Regions from separate parts of the Zea mays genome. Here region 2 is linked to region 1. A link is a contact called in public Hi-C data. All regions are on one chromosome and are shown on one strand. The core of a region is the stretch at or near the end of the contact, and the rest is flanking DNA. Distances in the headings are between cores, read along the strand shown.

Evidence for each region. Hi-C and Micro-C count contacts between places; a contact is called where the count stands out from the background.
Region 2: a contact with region 1 is called in a Hi-C map of leaf, with 4 times the contacts expected there. The contact joins the promoter of LOC100273623 here to the promoter of LOC103653626 in region 1. A contact is called at or near these places in 4 of 25 Hi-C or Micro-C datasets (ear, leaf and tassel).

The regions. Positions count from the first base shown.
Region 1 is chr4:121,195,785-121,199,874 of Zm-B73-REFERENCE-NAM-5.0, forward strand. It overlaps LOC103653626 (phosphoinositide phosphatase SAC7), which reads right to left and starts at 2,273. Exons shown (of 19, transcript XM_008680470.4): 1 at 1,954-2,273; 2 at 402-778; 3 at 190-281. The coding sequence starts at 767.
Region 2 is chr4:121,453,352-121,457,441 of Zm-B73-REFERENCE-NAM-5.0, forward strand. LOC100273623 (putative SPRY-domain family protein) reads right to left here and starts at 1,693. Exons shown (of 10, transcript NM_001148039.1): 1 at 1,189-1,693; 2 at 623-769; 3 at 131-217. The coding sequence starts at 1,577.

The DNA.
Region 1 (4,090 bases), core at 1,023-3,522:
TAGAACAGACAAAGACAAGCATGCGGTAAGCAATCAATACAAGGAAATATTCCAAATACTTAAATAATTAAGACATGCATATTCTGCTATAGCTTCTCTCTGCCTAGAAAAAGCTAAAGCTTTTAGACTTTTCAAGTGTAGAGCTCAAGAATGTAACTGAAAGTCTGAAAATGTTAATAAGATACTCACGAAAGTGTTAGGTTGATATCGTAGGAAAAGTGAAGGCCAATAGTCCTCTCTGCAGCATCCAGGAGTTCTGAGAATTCTGTTTCCATTTTTTTCTGCCAGAAACATATTTGGATGTTCAAATGGAATCTTGAAGGACTTTGGAAGTCAATTCATAAAAGCAAGCAAAGCACCACAAACAACTTAGGTGAGAACAAAAGAAGTATATGTTAGACCTGCTCAGCAGAGGTGGTGTTATGTGCACTATTGCAGGGAAGAACTTTTAGTCCTGTCACTTTAAAAATTGCGTGTCCAAAGTAGGATCCCACACAATCACGATCCGTGATCACCACAAAATATGATCCAACTGCAAGTTTGAGCACTCCTATCACACCATATACTGTTTGAACTTTATGTTTTGTAGTGGGTCCACGTGGTGGCAAGTCTTGAACTAGATTCATTGTTCCGCTGGCCCGGCTAACTGACAAGTACAAGTCAGCCAGGCCATCAATTGGTTCAAATATATAACAGTCAGGAAACTCCCAGAGTCTCAATCTTGTATGGAGTTTCAACGAAGTGCTTGCATCAGTTGTCTCATCCATGGCGGTATAACCTGAAATAATTGGTGGAGCTGATGATAGTTAGTGTCACAATGACATGGCTAGATTTTCATTTAGAGTACTGGTCAATTTGATGTCAGAAAATATCATTCATGTCAAGATACTTGGAACTGGAAGGTAAATATATGAAAAGAATTAAATTGAATACTTTTGACACATGACATCTAATCTGAAAAAAAAAGATAAGATGTTCAAAAGGAAGTTATCAACATCTTGATAAGACATGAGCATGATGGTTGCTCAATAGCTTGCCTTTTGTTTTCTTCCTTCTCTCCTTTGCTCCAAATATTTCTCTCATTGCCAAAAAAAAATTGTATATCTCTATAGTCTCCTCCCAGTACCTATTTTTTATAACATTTCCATCTTCATATAATTTATCACATTGTATAGCATATTCAGATTATGTTTGATACAAATGGATAACAAGTAGTGCCTTAGGACCCACTATATACTTGTGGTGTGGTGTTTAGCATATAAGAAGTTGCCTTGTCTTTTTTGAAACTAAAAATTCTCGAGTGTACAATAGCAGAAGAAATGCCCCCACAGTGGCAACCATCAGAGCAAGCCTTCTGGAACCTTGCAACACAGAGGAGCACTAGGCCTTGCATAATCATCTTTCATGGAAAAAAGAAATAGACAGCTCGCCAGCTCGGCCACAAACAGGAGCACAGCCGACCAATTGGCTTATATGTGAGCCTGGAAAATGAGGTCTAACACGGTTTTGCAAGACGGGCGGGCTGTAAGAATATCCTATAACTAGAGCAGCAGAGCTAGCCATTGGCCCACAGTGTGATAGCTAGCACCGAGATCTTGGGTGATGAGGAATCAGAATGTCTTTGCGATCCTATATGGTGTTGGATACGACAGATCAGGGCTGAATGAGGTGAGAATCAAGCAATTAACTCAACAACATGCATTATTGGCCTTATATAGAAATCAGGAATCCCGAGCTTGCATCGCAGACACGAAATTTGAGGCTATATCCACGGTGTCCGGTCGATCGGGGAGATCGATTGGACGCTCGCACGCAATTTCTGTAGGATTTAAGCGACGTGGAGTCCGCACCGCCCAATCGAATCTCATACGAGCGGCTGATCCACGGCGCCCTCAACCCCCAGCGCGCCCCAATGTTAAGCGACAATTCCACCGTCGGAGAAATGAGGCGTACCACGACGATAAGAAGGCCACTACTGCTGCAGCGGCTAGCTGGTTGTCGGGGATCGCTGGGCTGTCTTGCCGGTGTTGTCGCCGGAGCGGGACGGCGACTCTTCACTCGAGGCCGGCGATGCAGATCTTGAAGGGGCCCACATACAGGGTTATAAAAGCTTGTCCCACTTGTGTTTTGTCTTTCTGCATGCGGCCCCCGCGTGGAGTCCGATTGTTTTGCGGGAAGGTTGACTGGTATAGAGGTTGGCCGAATTAGTAGGGAATTTCTCCATGAGCCATTTTTTCCCTGCACTATTTTAGCTCGGTACTTTCCGACACGATCCATTGTGCATCGTTCTTAAGCTGGACCGGCACAGCGATCGTGCCGTGTTTAGGCTCAAGGCTAGCACGTCGTGCTCGATCTGGCTTGGCACAGAACAACAGGAGGCACAACACCAACTCGACTCCCCCGATGCCCTACACATGCATAACACCGACGCCCCCCACGTGGCCCCACACTCACTCATTTCTGGCACTCGAAACCATAATCCTAATCCCTCCCTCCTGCTCCTGGCGATCGGCGAAATTCCCCTCTCCCAGCGACGACTTGTTTGGACATCTATACTCTCGATTCTCTTCTGCTTCTCCTCATCCTCTTCCATGTCCTCACATCCCGACCCCTAATCCCCATCCTGGCTCCTCCTAGCCTAACTAGTCAACGAATGTGGTGTTCCTCCTCACGGTTGTGCTCTCAAGCGACTCAGGTGCTCCGGCTACGCAGGTGAGATCCCAAACCCTAATCCCCATCCCCTTCTTTTGTCATAGATCTTGATTTTAATCTCTTGGATGTGATGAATCTTGTAGTTATCGGTCTCATACATGTTCTTGTGCAATTGTGCCGGTGTCACGTAGCCGTCGAGAGATCATAGTCGCCGACGAGGAGCCAGTCATCTACGGCATTGACGATGACCTTCAACCGGCCGTTGTGGATGAGGAGCACCGGCTCGAAGACCATAACGAAGCAAAGGATGCTCGGGCCCTGTTCGGCAGCAGTGCTGCCATCGACATCGACAACGATAATGAGCTCCTTGGTGCTGTTGCCGGTGGTCAGACTGTGATAGGCTCCACGAGCCTGATACCGACCGGCACAAGCACCGCTACCACGAGTTGTAGTAAGTGTCCTGCCAGATCTAAAGGGTGGAAGGACTTCGATGAACTGACCCACCTCGTCAATGGTAAGAGGGTAAGGTATGACGTCGTTTGCAAGTACTGCAAGGTTACATTAAGTGGTAAATCTAGTTCTAGAACTGGCCACTTGCTTCGTCATAATTGCTCTGCTAAGAAAGAATAATAGTGCACTAGTATAGTTCAATATATGCTCAAGTATAATTCTGATGGTTCCTTGAAACATTGGGCGTATTCTCCTTCTGTAGCACGTACTGAACTCTGTCAGCTAATAGCTAAAGAGGACCTACCTCTATGGTTTGGAGAGTCTGATGTTTTCAGGAGTACATTAGTAATGCCCATAATCCTAAATTTATCGAGTCTTCTAGATAGACCACTACTAGAGACATTGTCAAGCTTTACAATGAGCATGTGGTTAAGCTAATTGAAACTTTTAAAACCTATGTTTCATTTGTTGCTCTTACATCTGACATCTGGAATGGTAAGGCTAAAGAGGAGTATCTATCTGTTGTTGCTCATTTTGTGAATTCCAATTGGGAGTTAGAAAAGAGATCGATTGGTCTTAGGCTACCTGATGAATCACATACTGGTAGAAATATTGTTGAAACATATTGCAATAGTGGTTGATGAGTATGGCTTGACCAATAAAATATTTCCTACAACTCTAGACAATGCTTCATCAAATATAACTGATATGTCTTTTCTGAAACCATTGTTTTCTGGTTACCTTGGCCTTGTTTTTCCTGAACCATCTGATGATAATGCTTATGATTCTAATGATCCTGATGATTTCTCTATAGTTTTTTTACATCAGTGTTGTGGTTGCCATATAATTAACTTTATTGTGAAGTCTTGTTTAACAATCATAAAGCCTTATCTGGATGATTTTAGAAAAGCTATCAATTTTTAAACTCTTCAAACCAAAGAATTGGTGCATACAAGAGTTATTTCCTCAGTATGGTTTTTACACCTAG
Region 2 (4,090 bases), core at 443-2,942, 260 kb after region 1:
GCACAGGTATTACTATCCAAGCCTGACAGATGTATCTGCAACTCCGGTAGGAATACCAGGTGAAACGCAACTTACACCAAATCAAATAGCAATTATGTCACCTAAACAACTAAAGAAAGTGGCAGCTTACTCTTCACCCTGACTATGAACTGCAATTGTAGGATATAGTGGGCCTTTAATTTCTTTTGGAATGGCTCCAACCGGAGCTCCATTTTTCCTGCAAGATGCTACATGTAATTAGATTACAGTGCAGCAATACGCCAATACGTTCTTTAATATAGAGGGCATAAGGTGAAATCCTCAAGAGAAAGAAACAAAACTAATAATACATCACATTCCAACCTGAACATAAAGAATGGCATTGGCATGTCGAAACTAGCAAAGCGCCAAAGAGTGGTACCAGGTGCATATACAAAGACTTGGTTCTTTTCCTAAATTCAAGAATTGACATTCTACGGATGTACTGATAAGAATATTTGCAAAGCTAGAAAGATTTATGGCAAAGTGACATACAAATATATTCGCATCCTATGTTCAGCCAAGAAAAAAATGCCCTAGAAGGTTAATAATAGCCAGTCAAACAAGCAAACACTATCAGTTTACTAAGAACTCCCAAACTTACGTGAAGAAGAACTCCTGTGACAAGTAGTTGATGCCAGCGCCAATTATGTCACCAGATGTGAATTTTGGCCCAAACGGTTCGCCTTTCCCTAGACCCCGGTAAAGGTGGCCGTCGTCACCATGGTATCCACAACTGTTTGACTCCCAACTGGAAAGAACAAAGGACACAAAGGATAAATTTGAGAGAGAGAAAATCAAGTAAGCCACATAAACACTAGCATTTGCAATATGAGGTCAGCTCAAATGTAAAGTAAAGAGGAGAAATCTAGTTAACCAGCAGAAATTCCATAAATCAGAAATAGTCTGGCAGTCTGCGAGAACCAACCTCTTCAATACAGTTAGAAATTTAGCTATAGCATGAAAAACACCTTATGACCTTAACGACAAATAGCCAATCATGATCACATAACTAACATTTGAAGATTTCTGGAACAAATTGTGCACAAATTTATACAAGTGATGCAATTATTGGAAATTACATCCTAAGCTTTCATGATAAATGACAAAACAGAAAATGCAAATCATATATAATCAGAAAAAATAGGGCAGCAATACAAGGGTCCTCACCCCGGTTGTCGCCTCATCTTGAAGCTCTCGCTCGTGAACCCTATGGATGTCTGCCCCTTGTATCCCGCGTTCCTGACGGCCATCTCGAAGTAGTACACGGCCCGGCGCGTGGGAGCGGGGCGGTCGGCCTGCACGACACCGACGTCGTGGCCGTGGTGATGGCTGCCGAGGTATTTCACGGACAACTTGTCCGTAGAGACGACGGAGAAGAGTCCCGAACTGTTGACGGTGTTGAGCTCGGACGGCTCCGGCTCAGCCTCCAGCTCCGGCACCGCGCGGTCCCACTCCGTCTGGGACCGCCACCGCGACGCTAGGCGCATCGGGTCCACCGTCGCCCCTGGCCCCGGGGCTGCCGCCGATGCCGCCTCCGCGTCCTGGTTCGTCACCATTCGCCTATCCACCGCCGAGAAGGAAGAAACAGTATATTAAAAAGAAGCGGAAAATTCACCGAAATTAGGGAAAACGAACGCCGATCCCGACTAAACCCTAGCACGAAGGAAATCGCGGGAACCAGGATTGGACGGGGGCCGAGCTTACCGAAAGGCCGAACGGGCTGGATCGGTGGTTGCTTGCGGTTGCGGGATGGGGACGAGGTCAGTGTAGGACAAGGATGGAGCCGGTGATGAGTTGGAGAGTACACAGAGAAGCAACTGGGTGGCGTACAGACACGGGTGTGATTTGCAGGTTTTCGTGGGGTTGATTTGGTAAATTGAGGCGTTCTTCTCAGAAGAATGTGTATACGAGAGGTGTTAATGTATCACGATCTAAATAATTTCTCATAATCTATACTACCTATTAAGGCTCTAAGGGGTAGGCTGCCTCTGCTTTGTTCTGCCTTCCGACGATCTCAACCGTCCAATACGCTCTAGAGTCTCTCAGCCGTCCGATGCGCGCACTCTCACCCCCACGCATCGCCCCGCCCCACCCGGTCGTCCAACCGTGCGAGCACCCTAGCTCCTCCCGCCGCCTCCTACCCCCCACGAATCCCACCTCCACGATGGCCGATATGCGACGAGCACGGCATCGACCACACCGGAAAGTACGCCGGCGACTCCGACCTCCAGCTCGAGCGTGCGCTCGTCTACTATCAGGTGCGTTGAAGGATACAATTTGGGGCTGGTTGGATCTCCGCGCCTACACCACCTCCTCTTTTTTCTTGTGATAGTTTGACGGTGCTCTTGGTTGTTGTTGCAGGCTCCGGGCTGGTGGCGTCGCCAGCAAGCGCAAGAAGGCCGCCACGAGCGGCAAGCCCAAGCGACCGCCCTCCGCCTTCTTCGTCTTCATGTGAGTTCTCGCTGCCTCGGTGAGTCATTTACTCAGATCTCTAGATCTATGCTCTAAGATCTTGTACCACCCACTCGCCCGTCCGCGCTGCGCGGCGTAGTCATCCCTGTCCGCATCCGCCTCGCTCCCTCTGCCACAACAAATTTGTACTCCTCCCACTCGATGGCCATGGGTGTGTCCTCCTCCGGCAACCCGTCCCCAAAGGCGCACGAGCATCGGGAGCAGGAGACCCTCGCCTCGTCGCTCTCTCCCTCCCGTTCCTCTGTGCCGCCTTCTCCCACTCCGCCACTAACGCTCTACCGGATGCCCTCACACCACCGTCTGCCTTCTTTTGTCTGCCCAGATCCCCGCAATCGCCTCCCAGTTCTTCGTTCGGCCACGGAGGCGCCGCAATGGAGGGGAGTGTCGTGTGGGTCCAGTTCCTCAGAGGGTTCAACCGCTACTGCGCGCGCATGACGACCTCCCGCTCCCTCGCGTGTACGTCGCTGCCTGCGCTGGCGCGGGGGCGCCCTGTGGCATCTAGCTCCAGTCGGACGAAGGGGGCAGTGACGAGGACGGGAACGTCATGGGGAAGCTGGCAGCAGAGGAGATAGTGGTGTGAGGGCCGGTTGACCCCCATCTCCCCCGCTGTTTCTTTGCTTTGCTTTCTAGGGGGTGTAGAAGCTGGAGCGGGCTGCCACTAGCAACTCTACGAGAGAAGCTGCCCAGGTTCCTGCAGAAGTGCGCTTCGAGTCTGACCCCCTCCGCCCATGGTTCTATGGCCTCCAGATCTCTTGAGATGGCGGGGGAGGAGGAGAGGAAGCGGGTGCTCCTCTCGTACGCTGTCCCCACAGTCTCCTCGCGGAACACTACAACCTCCAGTACTACAGGTTCTGGTTCCAGAACGGGACACGGGAGAAGGAGAAGCGTGTGGGCTAGATCAGCGGAGGAAGAAGATTGCCGCCCCAACCGCGTCTATCTTTGGTTTGTTGTTGTTTTTACTTCAAGAGTCTACACAACAATACTCCAAGATCTAGGTACTGATTTTCTAATTAATGGTCAAATGGCAAAGAGGGAGGCAACCGTGGTGGACCGGATACGATCTCCATGGAGGAATCATCTTTCAGACGGTGAGTGGAAGAGGATGGATCCGGTGTGTCCACGGAAGCTTGAAAAAGGTTCAGGCACGGTGAAGAAAAAAGTTCTGGTGCGTCCATGCCCACCTAGAATCTTGCAAACAAAGAAGCCAGGTGTAGTGTCTCCTTAAAATCTTGCAGTAGGCGGCTAGGCACCACGAAGGTGCTAGATGCAGTCCCTCCATGAAAGCCTGACGAAGGCCTAAAAAGGTGCACATCAAGATTGTTTCCAGTTGATGTCAGAAATGTGGATATGAGGATTGCCGGCAACAACTAAGTATCGGTAATTTTGAATTCTTTTTATGATAAATCTACAATATTATCCTTATGATGGAAATATATATACGTTGGTATATTGTGGAAAATTTCAAACTTTACTGCTCATTTTCTAGGACTGTTTCCAGTATTTGATTTAGATTGATGAATATGCGCTTGTTAATAATTGTTTTATATTATTGTTCCCATAATGACACACCGGATGTTTTCTCATGTCATCAGCATAT